Regions from separate parts of the Ovis aries genome. Here region 1 is linked to region 2. A link is a contact called in public Hi-C data. All regions are on one chromosome and are shown on one strand. Each heading gives the region's core, a stretch centred on a gene start, on an enhancer-like site or on the middle of the called end of the contact. The rest is flanking DNA. Distances are from core to core; before and after follow the strand shown.

The links. Hi-C and Micro-C count contacts between places; a contact is called where the count stands out from the background.
Region 1: a contact with region 2 is called in a Hi-C map of liver, with 4 times the contacts expected there. The contact joins the promoter of TET2 here to the promoter of PPA2 in region 2. A contact is called at or near these places in 2 of 16 Hi-C or Micro-C datasets (hypothalamus and liver).

Annotation. Positions count from the first base shown.
Region 1 is chr6:20,413,248-20,417,816 of ARS-UI_Ramb_v3.0, forward strand. TET2 (tet methylcytosine dioxygenase 2) reads right to left here and starts at 1,741. Exons shown (of 10, transcript XM_060417553.1): 1 at 1,471-1,741.
Region 2 is chr6:20,089,994-20,094,644 of ARS-UI_Ramb_v3.0, forward strand. PPA2 (inorganic pyrophosphatase 2) reads left to right here and starts at 2,252. Exons shown (of 11, transcript XM_060417551.1): 1 at 2,252-2,444. The coding sequence starts at 2,264.

The sequences.
Region 1 (4,569 bases), core at 491-2,990, 320 kb after region 2:
AGTCGAGATTTTTAAACTGTGGCTGTATTCTACTCCCTAGACAGGCAAATATAAAAATATTTAACTAAATTTTAAACGACTGGAAAATGACCCCTTTTCAATTCCTAAACAGTACAAGGAGGAGGAGAAAAACTCACTCAATACCATTAAAAGTATGTCATGAGGGCAACAGCCTGTAAATTTCACTTATATTTCGCACTCGACCTTCCCAGCAGTCTATCCAGCCCACACTTTATTTTGCCACAGATAGAAAACTCTCCATAGAAACTTAGCCTAGTATCACTAGAAAAGCGGCCTCCATGAAAAAGATTCATCAAGAGTCATGTATGAGTGAAGGAAGAAGGAGAAAAAGAAGAACGGGAGGAGAAAAGGGAAACACAGAGAAAGGCAGAAAAAAGACCAGAGAACTGCGAAAAAGACAAATTTGCACGAGACTGCTAGAAATCTGCTCTCTGCTTCTCCGTTTCTTCACTGGGATTGGGTTTCATTTCTTTCTGCGCCCCTGACCTTGCCGTCTTCCAACTCTCCACTCTCCCCCCGTCCCCGCGCCCGCCCGTCTGCCCCCTCCCCCGGCCTGCGCCTGCCTTTGTGTCTGCCTGTCACTTACCGGCGAACCCGACGAAGCTGATTTGGGAGAAGCACAAAGCCAGGACACAGATTTGCCCACAAATGCTCTCACACACGTTCCCCCACGCTGGAAGGGACAGCCCATCGCAGAGCTGATGCACCTTGAGAAAAGTGGGGTTCGGGTCTTGTGTGGGGAAGCCGAGAAACTATTCTTTTCCTCTCTCGGCTCCGCAGCGCTAACAAAACACGCGTACTTCAGCGGGGAAAGAAAAAACAAAAAACACAACAACCCCCGACCGAGTAGACTCCTGTTCCACTCGCTGTGACACTCGCTGAGCGCGGCCCCCCGAAAAGGGGACACGGGGCAGGCAGAAGGGGGCGGACGCAAACGCACACTCAGATCCAGACCCCCAGCGCAGAAAAGGGTCGAAACCCACTCGGTCCGTGTGCTCCCCAGGGGTGGGTGAGGATAAACCCGGGGCTCGTCTGCCTTCCACCGAGGGAGGGGGGTGGGGGAAGAGTCAAGGAAAAAGTCGTGCCCCCCGACAGCTGCACTAGTTTAGAAAGGAAAGCAGAGAAAAATCACTTTCCGGAGGCTAAAAGGCCGGGAAAGCGGCCGGCCGGACTCACAAAGCTAAGTTTTCTGGGTGAGGAGGGCACGAGCATTAACTAACAGGAGAGAGAGCACACACAACTACAGGTTTAAAAGGGGGGTGGGGGGAATTAAAACTATATTTGTCAGCCATGTTGAAGAGGCTCCAGTAATTTGTGAAGCTTCCCTTCTTCCCTCTCGGTTCTTCGCGGGTGACACTGCAGGCTTTGCGCCCCAGCCCCTGCGAGCCCGAGAGAAAGCGAAGGGGAGAGGAAGGGGAGAGTTTCGCGGCGTAAGAGAAGCGCTCTGACCTCGGTCTCGTCCCTCAGCCTTGCAGCGATCCAGCAGTTTGCAGTCGGGTCTCCTTTCTAACAAATCCTAAAGGGCAGCCATCTTGCTTCCTTCTGCTTCTCTACGAAAGCAGCCTAGCCTCCGCATCAATATTCATAAGGCAGTTTGACGTCTGTTCTCATCACCCGGCGGGGCTGGCGTCTCGGGGCGGCCGCGGCGAGGGGGCGGACGTGACTCGCATGCGAGCCGGGCCTGGGCGCGCGGCGCTCGCGAGGAGGAGGCGGCGGGGCCGCCCGAGCTCTGGCCGAGGCCGCCGCCGCCGCTCTCCGCCTCCGCCTCCTCCCGCTTCTCCGCCTCCTCCGCCCCGCTTCCTCCTCCTCCTCCTCCTTCCCCTCCGCCCCGGACACCGCCTTCTGCGCCCGGGCCTCCACCGCCGCCCCGGGGCTCTCGGCCCGGACTCCCCGGGAATTGGCTCCCCGCCCCGGGGCTCCCAGCGCGGAAGCCGGCGGCACCTGGGCCCGAGCGCAGGGGCGCGCGCTCGAGGCTGGGACTGCGGAGCCAGGCAGGGGAGCAGTGCGCCCGGGGGAGCGCGGGGGAAGGTCCGGACCCCGGGGCCCTTGCACGGGGTCGCCACCCAGCTGGAGGCGTGGGACTGGAACCACGGGGGAGGTGGGGTGCGTCCCTGGCAGGAGGATGCGAGACCCCAGCTGAACCTTTTAAACTTTTTTTGGTATCGTACCCACCGCGACCTTAGGGTAGATGCGCACCTCCCCAGTCCCCAGTGTCCGCGCATCCGCCCCGACTCCCACCTCCTGGCAGGTACCCCCGCGCACGCCCCGGAGCGCACCCACCTTCGCCCGCTCAGGCCCGCACCCCAACCTCTGGTAGGTCCACTCGCCCCGCCTCGCCCCCCGCTTTGGCATCCCCTCCACACGGTCGTTTTCATCTCGCTCTGCAGAAGCACCCCCCAGTTTCTCAGAGGGCATGCCCTTAGTGCTTTAGGGGCCTGTAGTCTGAAAGACTCGACAAATTAGGAAATTGAGCGAGGCCCGCTTCTCACCGCCCCAGCCCACCTTCTGTTTACTTTGGCCACGTGGGCTGAGAGAAGGATTCACGCAGATCCGAGAGGACTTTCTCAACAGTGACTCTTCTCCCTAAATTCGGTCGTAAGAAATAAACCTGCAATTTCAAATGGTTACGTTTACTTGCGTAAGAGCCTCTATTTTGCAAAAATGCCCAGCCTTATAATTAAGTGATGAAGAAATCAACCTGTAAAGAACTAAACTCGAATGACGGACTCTCGATTTTCCCTGACGTTCGGGATTCTATAATCATTCGCATCCGTGGACAGTTTTTCTTTTCTGTTGCCGAGTAGACTTTTAATGCTTTTTTGAAAAGAATAATCATGTTGAAGATGAGATAAAGAACAAAGCCCATGTGAATCGTTATATCAGATTGATAGTTTTTGAGATTCGCCCTCTATTAGACGTTCTCACGTTACTGGCATTCAAATTTTAGATAGATTTTTGGGGGCACATCCGTTTTGGGATCGCTACATTGTGATCGGATCGCTACATTGTGACCAGGCTATTCTTAAGTCAACACAAGATATTTTGTATAGCTCACATTTTTTGTCTGTAATTTCTTTAGAAGTGAAGGCTTTACCTAATTTTATGAGATCGGAATATTTCCTCTTTGAAAAGGCGTTTAAAAGGGAACTCTTTGTGTGTTACATTGTTGCGAAGAAGAGCGTTTAAAGTGTGTTCCAATGAAACATTGTTTATTCCACTTTGAGACAAAGTTGACTTCGACTTCTGGTTTCGAACTTGTCTAAGCAAGATCATTCGTTTCCCTAAGCATTCATGTAAAATGAATTTCCATCTTTTTTAACTGCACACGAATGTGTCTTTGAAGTCTTGGTAATTGCTAATGAGCTGTAAGCTGTTTAAGAGGTGCCTTGTAATTTGTTTTTCAAGTCCCAAAAGTAAAGTTTCCTGAAGACTGTGACCTACCTTTGTGTCCAGCACAAAACAGCAGAATTGTGGAAAACATGGGCTTTGGAGTCAGACAGACCTAGATGGATCCTGACTCCACCCCTTACTAAATGTGTGACCTTGAGTATAGTACTTTTTGTGTATCCTCCTCTGTCAAGTATGAAGTGGTAGTCTTTCAGTGGTGCGCTACTCTTGGTGATTCCATAGACTGTAGCCTGCCACGCTCTTCTGTCCATGGAATTCTCCAGGTAAGAGTCCTGGTTGCCTTTCCTTGCTCCAGGGGATCTTTCCTGGGTCTCCTGTGTTGCAGGCAGATTCTTTACTGTCTGAGCCACTAGGGAAGCTCATGTTAAAACAGTGTGTTGTGAGAATTGAATATGACACCAAGTGCCCAGGTAGTTATTATTAATACTATTACCAATCATAAACTCTCTACTTCCAGGAGTTTTTCTTGCTTGACTAGAAGTATATACGTAAATATATGTCTTCCTACATTGAATAACATGCGGCAAATATTGTACTGACATGACTTTGATATGACTACCTGAATGCTCCCTTACTTATGTATATGATAATTGGGGAAATGATCTGTAGGGTCACCTCCTTCTCATTTATCTTTTAAACACCTCCCTCTCTGTGTGTTGTAACAGGTGGTTCTTGTCTGTCTGGAATCACACTTGACTTGCAGTTGGTTTTGCGACAGGCCCTGAACCTTTTCTTGCCAACTTCTCTGCACTCCACCCCACCCTTAACCACCATGACATTTTGTTAATTTGAAAGAAAATTCCTTACTCCTCTTGGCTATTGTGACTTTTCAACAGCAAAAGGAAGTAAAATTCTAAGTCTACAGGTATAAAATATTTTAGTAAAATTTTGTATTGTTGATAAAAAAAAAACCCACCTTCTTTCTTAACCTCTATTTCTGGGAAAGAAAAGCTATAGTGCACATAATCAGCTGTTTACTAAATATTAGTGCACATTTGTAGGAGTAATTTAGAGCCAGCTTTTATTAATTGTGTGCATTCTTGAGATTCCTCCTCTTATAGGTGTGGATAATATGTTTTTAAAAGATAATTTGCTGTTTTAACAACAGTCAATTGTTATCAAACTCCTTACCATTTCCCC
Region 2 (4,651 bases), core at 1,002-3,501:
TCTGGAAAGCCGATAATTTCATACGCTCTTAAGCTTAGAATTTCATATGCTCATGGCAGAGGTTTGGTAGAGAAGGAGTTCCAGGAACAATTTAACTCAACAACAAAGGAGCCATTATCTATGTAAGGTATGTTGGATGCTCCCTTCTTCAAAAGTACTAAATCTCAAATCTTAAGTGCTTGGCATGTAGTCAATCCAGTGTGCAGATCAGATGAAATGGGGAAAATGGTAAATTTACAAACATAGGGAGAAACAGTACCAGGTGCCACTGTAGGAAAGAAAATGTAAGAAAAAGGAATGATAAATCACCTCTGCTTGAATTAAGTAGGCAGGGCTTCATGGAGAAGGCATCTGAGGAAGTTACTGTTTGGGGCTCTGTAAGTTATGTCATACTGTTCATGGGGTTCTCAAGGCAAGAATACTGAAGTGGTTTGCCATTCCCTTCTCCAGTGGACCACATTCTGTCAGCCCTCTCCACCATGACCCGCCTGTCTTGGGTGGCCTCATGGGCATGGCTTAGTTTCATTGAGTTAGACAAGGCTGTGGTCCTAGTGTGATTAGATTGACTAGTTTTCTGTGATTATGGTTTCAGTGTGTCTGCCCTCTAATGCCCTCTTGCAACACCTACAGTCTTACTTGGGTTTCTCTTACCTTGGACGTGGGATATCTCTTCATGGCTACTCCCGTTAGAACTAGACATGGAACAACAGACTGGTTCCAAATAGGAAAAGGAGTACGTCAAGGCTGTATATTGTCACCCTGCTTATTTAACTTCTATGCAGTGTACATCATGAGAAACACTGGGCTGGAAGAAGCACATTGCTGGGAGAAATATCAATAACCTCAGATATGCAGATGACACCACCCTTATGGCAGAAAGTGAAGAGGAATTAAAAAGCCTCTTGATGAAAGTGAAAGTGGAGAGTGAAACAGTTGGCTTAAAGCTCAACATTCAGAAAATGAAGATCATGGCATCTGGTCCCATCACTTCATGGGAAATAGATGGGGAAACAGTGGAAACAGTGTCAGACTTGATTTTGGGGGGCTCCAAAATCACTGCAGATGGTGACTGCAGCCATGAAATTAAGTTATAGTCAAAAGCAGATACATTACTTTGCCAACAAAGGTCCTAGTCAAGGATATGGTTTTTCCAGTGGTCATGTATGGATGTGAGAGTTGGACTGTGAAGAAAGCTGAGCACCGAAGAATTGATGCTTTTGAACTGTGGTGTTGGAGAAGACTCTTGAGAGTCCCTTGGACTGCAAGGAGATCCAACCAGTCCATTCTAAAAGAGATCAGCCCTGGGATTTCTTTGGAAGGACTGATGCTAAAGCTGAAACTCCAGTACTTTTGCCACCTCATGCGAAGAGTTGACTCATTGGAAAAGACTCTGATGCTGGGAGGGATTGAGGGCAGGAGGAGAAGGGGACGACAGAGGATGAGATGGCTGGATGGCATCACGGACTCGATGGATGTGAATCTGAGTGAACTCCGGGAGTTGGTGATGGACATGGAGGCCTGGCGTGCTGTGATTCATGGGGTTGCAAAGAGTCAGACGAGACTGAGCAACTGAACTGAAGTTATGTCAAGTCTTCATAAGGAGGCCTGATTATGTCTCACAGTGATGTTTTCATGTGCGTGCATGCCTGTCTCCAACATTGGACAGGATATAGAGGGTGCTTGGGACAGAGCAATTAGTCAATATTAAGTCACTATGGCTGGGTGGTCACTAGTGGTAAAGAACCTGCCTACCAATATAGGAGATATAAGAGACATAGGTTCGATCCTTGTCGGGAAGATCCCCTGGAGAAGGAAACGGGAACCCACTCCAATACTCTTGCCTGGAAAATCCCATGGACAGAGTAGCCTGATGGGCTACAGTCCATGGGGTCGCAAAAAGTTGGACAGGATTGAAGTGACTGAACTGAACTGAAGTGACTTGGCGCACATGCATGATAAATACAGTAAATGCTGTCTGGATGAGTGAGTAAAAGAGTGAATGCATGTATACATTAATAAGTGGCAGTGAGCTCCTCAAGGGTGGTGGGCCTTGAACCTCGATCTCGCTGCGGGTACCCTTGTGCAATCCTGCCAGTTTGCCAGGCGCTCTAATTTCAAGGAGCAGTCTCCACCGCCAGCGTGGCGGGGGCGGGGTTCCAAACCTCCGCCTGGGAGTGCCCACTCCGGGCGGTAGGGGGCGCCGGCGCGCGGCCGGGCGAGTCCCCCGGCACCACCCGCGCGAAGCCGGACCAGTGTCTACGCCATGCGCGCGCTGCTGCCGCTGCTGCGCACCAGCTGGGCCTGGCCCGTGGGCGCCGCCGCCGCTGCCGCCGCCCGCCTGCCGCGGGGAGCGAGCGCAGGGCCCGGGCCGCGTCGGACCATGGCCCTGTACCGCACGGAGGAGCGCGGCCAGCCCCACTCTCCCGATTACCGCCTCTTTTTCAGTAAGTAGCTCGCGGGAGGCCCGCCGCGCGTCGCACCGGAGGTTGGGGATGGGAGCGTGGCCTCCATCCCTGCGTCCGGCGGGCACAGCGCGGTCGCCGCGCGGTCCAGGCCACGTTCCCGCACGCGGGGCCCCGCGCCGAGCCGCGGGAGCCGCCTGCGAAGGGAGCCAAGTCCGCAGTCACGGAGCGCAGGGACGCAGGGCGGCAGGCGGGGCCGCGCCGGGTCACCCTGAGCGGGGGCCGCCGTCACCTGCCTGGGCCCGCAGCCGTTAGCCCGGCCCCCGCCGGCGTTCCGGATTCAACTGTGGTGAACCGAGTTCCCGGGTCAGCCCGCCCTCCGGGTGGGCGTAACAAGGCTTTTCCGGCTAGGGCCGCTGGCGATTGGAGAGGCAGGCGGGACTCGGCGATGCTTGGTCCAGCTGTTCTTTTATGGGGCGGGGCTCTGATGAAGGCTCTCTCAGCAGCCTGAATTTATACTCGCGAGTTTGCACCTTGAATGTGATCCACGATCAAGGACCTCGTTTGTTCCAAAGTAACCCCTTCTTCTCCCCAAATTGAGCAAATCCAGAGGGCGAAGCGACTTAGGACCTTGACGTGGCCAGCTAAGATGGGAAAGACCCAGGTCTCCCTTAGTCTCACTTTTTTTTTTTTTTGGCACCTGTATGTTTCACTGTGGAGGTTAGCTATGATGTGAAGCAGCGAGGTTGGTTGAGTTGCTGTCATCCCTCACTGATCTGAGAGCCCCAAGGGGAATAGTACCTTTTTTTTTTTTTTTTGTGAAGTTGTCCTTGCCTTGCTGCTGCTGCTGCTGCTGCTGCTGCTGCTGCTGCTGCTAAGTCGCTTCAGTCGTGTACGACTCTGTGCGACCCCAGAGACGGCAGCCCATCAGGCTCCTCTGTCTCTGGGATTCTCCAGGCAAGAACACTGGAGTGGGTTGCCATTTCCTTCTCCAGTGCATGAAAGTGAAAAGTGAAAGTGAAGTCGCTCAGTCATGTCCAACTCCTAGCGACCCCATGGACTGTAGCCTACCAGGCTCCTCCGTCCATGGGATTTTCCAGGCAAGAGTACTGGAGTGGGGTGCCATTGCCTTCTCCACGGCCTTGCCTTACCGTCCACCAATTAGGAATGCCAACTCTAGAGACTTTGGGTCTCAGTTCGAATCTGGATTCTTTAGCTCTTAACTATGTGATCCTGGACGAGTTTCCAAACTTGCTGAGCCTTGGTTTTTATCATATGTAAAGTAGGGCTGTAAGAATTACATGGCATAGTGTATTAGTCACAGCATCTAGAATATAAGTTATGTTGTTAATACTTGTGATCATTTTTGATACCTGTAATTTACAAAATGTTTACACGTTTCCTACTTGAGCCTAGGGTGGAGGTGTATTTTATAGGAGAGAAGACTCAATTTGCATAGTTTTGTGGTTACTGTCTTTGGGTTGGAGGATGCCCTGGAGCAGGAAATGGCAACCCACTCCAGTGTTCTTACCTGGAGAATCCCATGGACAGAGGAGCCTGGTGAACTACAGTCTATGGAATCACAAGGAGTCGGACACGACTGAGCAACTGAGCACCTGAGCACACAGGCATGTGGTCATAAGGCAGCTGATACTAAAATTCCCGTTTTCTTTAAACTTTTCTCCATATTCTTTTCCATCCTTATTTGGTCAAGGCTAATGAAGTAGAGCGGAGAAGGCAATGGCACCCCACTCCAGTACTCTCACCTGGAAAATCCCATGGGCGGAGGAGCCTGGTAGGCTACAGTCCATGGGGTCGCACAGAGTCGGACATGACTGAGCAACTTCACTTTCACTTTTCACTTTCATGCACTGGAGAAGGAAATGGCAACCCACTCCAGTGTTCTTGCCTGGAGAATCCTGTGTACAGAGGAGCCTGGTGGGCTGCCATCTATGTGGTCGCACAAAGTTGGACAGGACTGAAGCGACTTAGCAGTAGCAGCAATGAAGTAGAGAGGAACCATTAACAGGAAAACCCAAATTTCTGATGGATTGTTGCAGAACGTTACAACATGATGGTTTGAGGAATAGCTTTCCATAGTAACAGTGTTACAGATTGGCAGATTTCCAAGTAGATAGAAGCTGTCTAACTCCTAAAATGGTGAAAGTATTTTAGATTTGTTATAAATACAGTAATAAATTATGGAGTGTGTGCTGGACCTGTTAGATGTGGCACTGAGAAAATTTTAG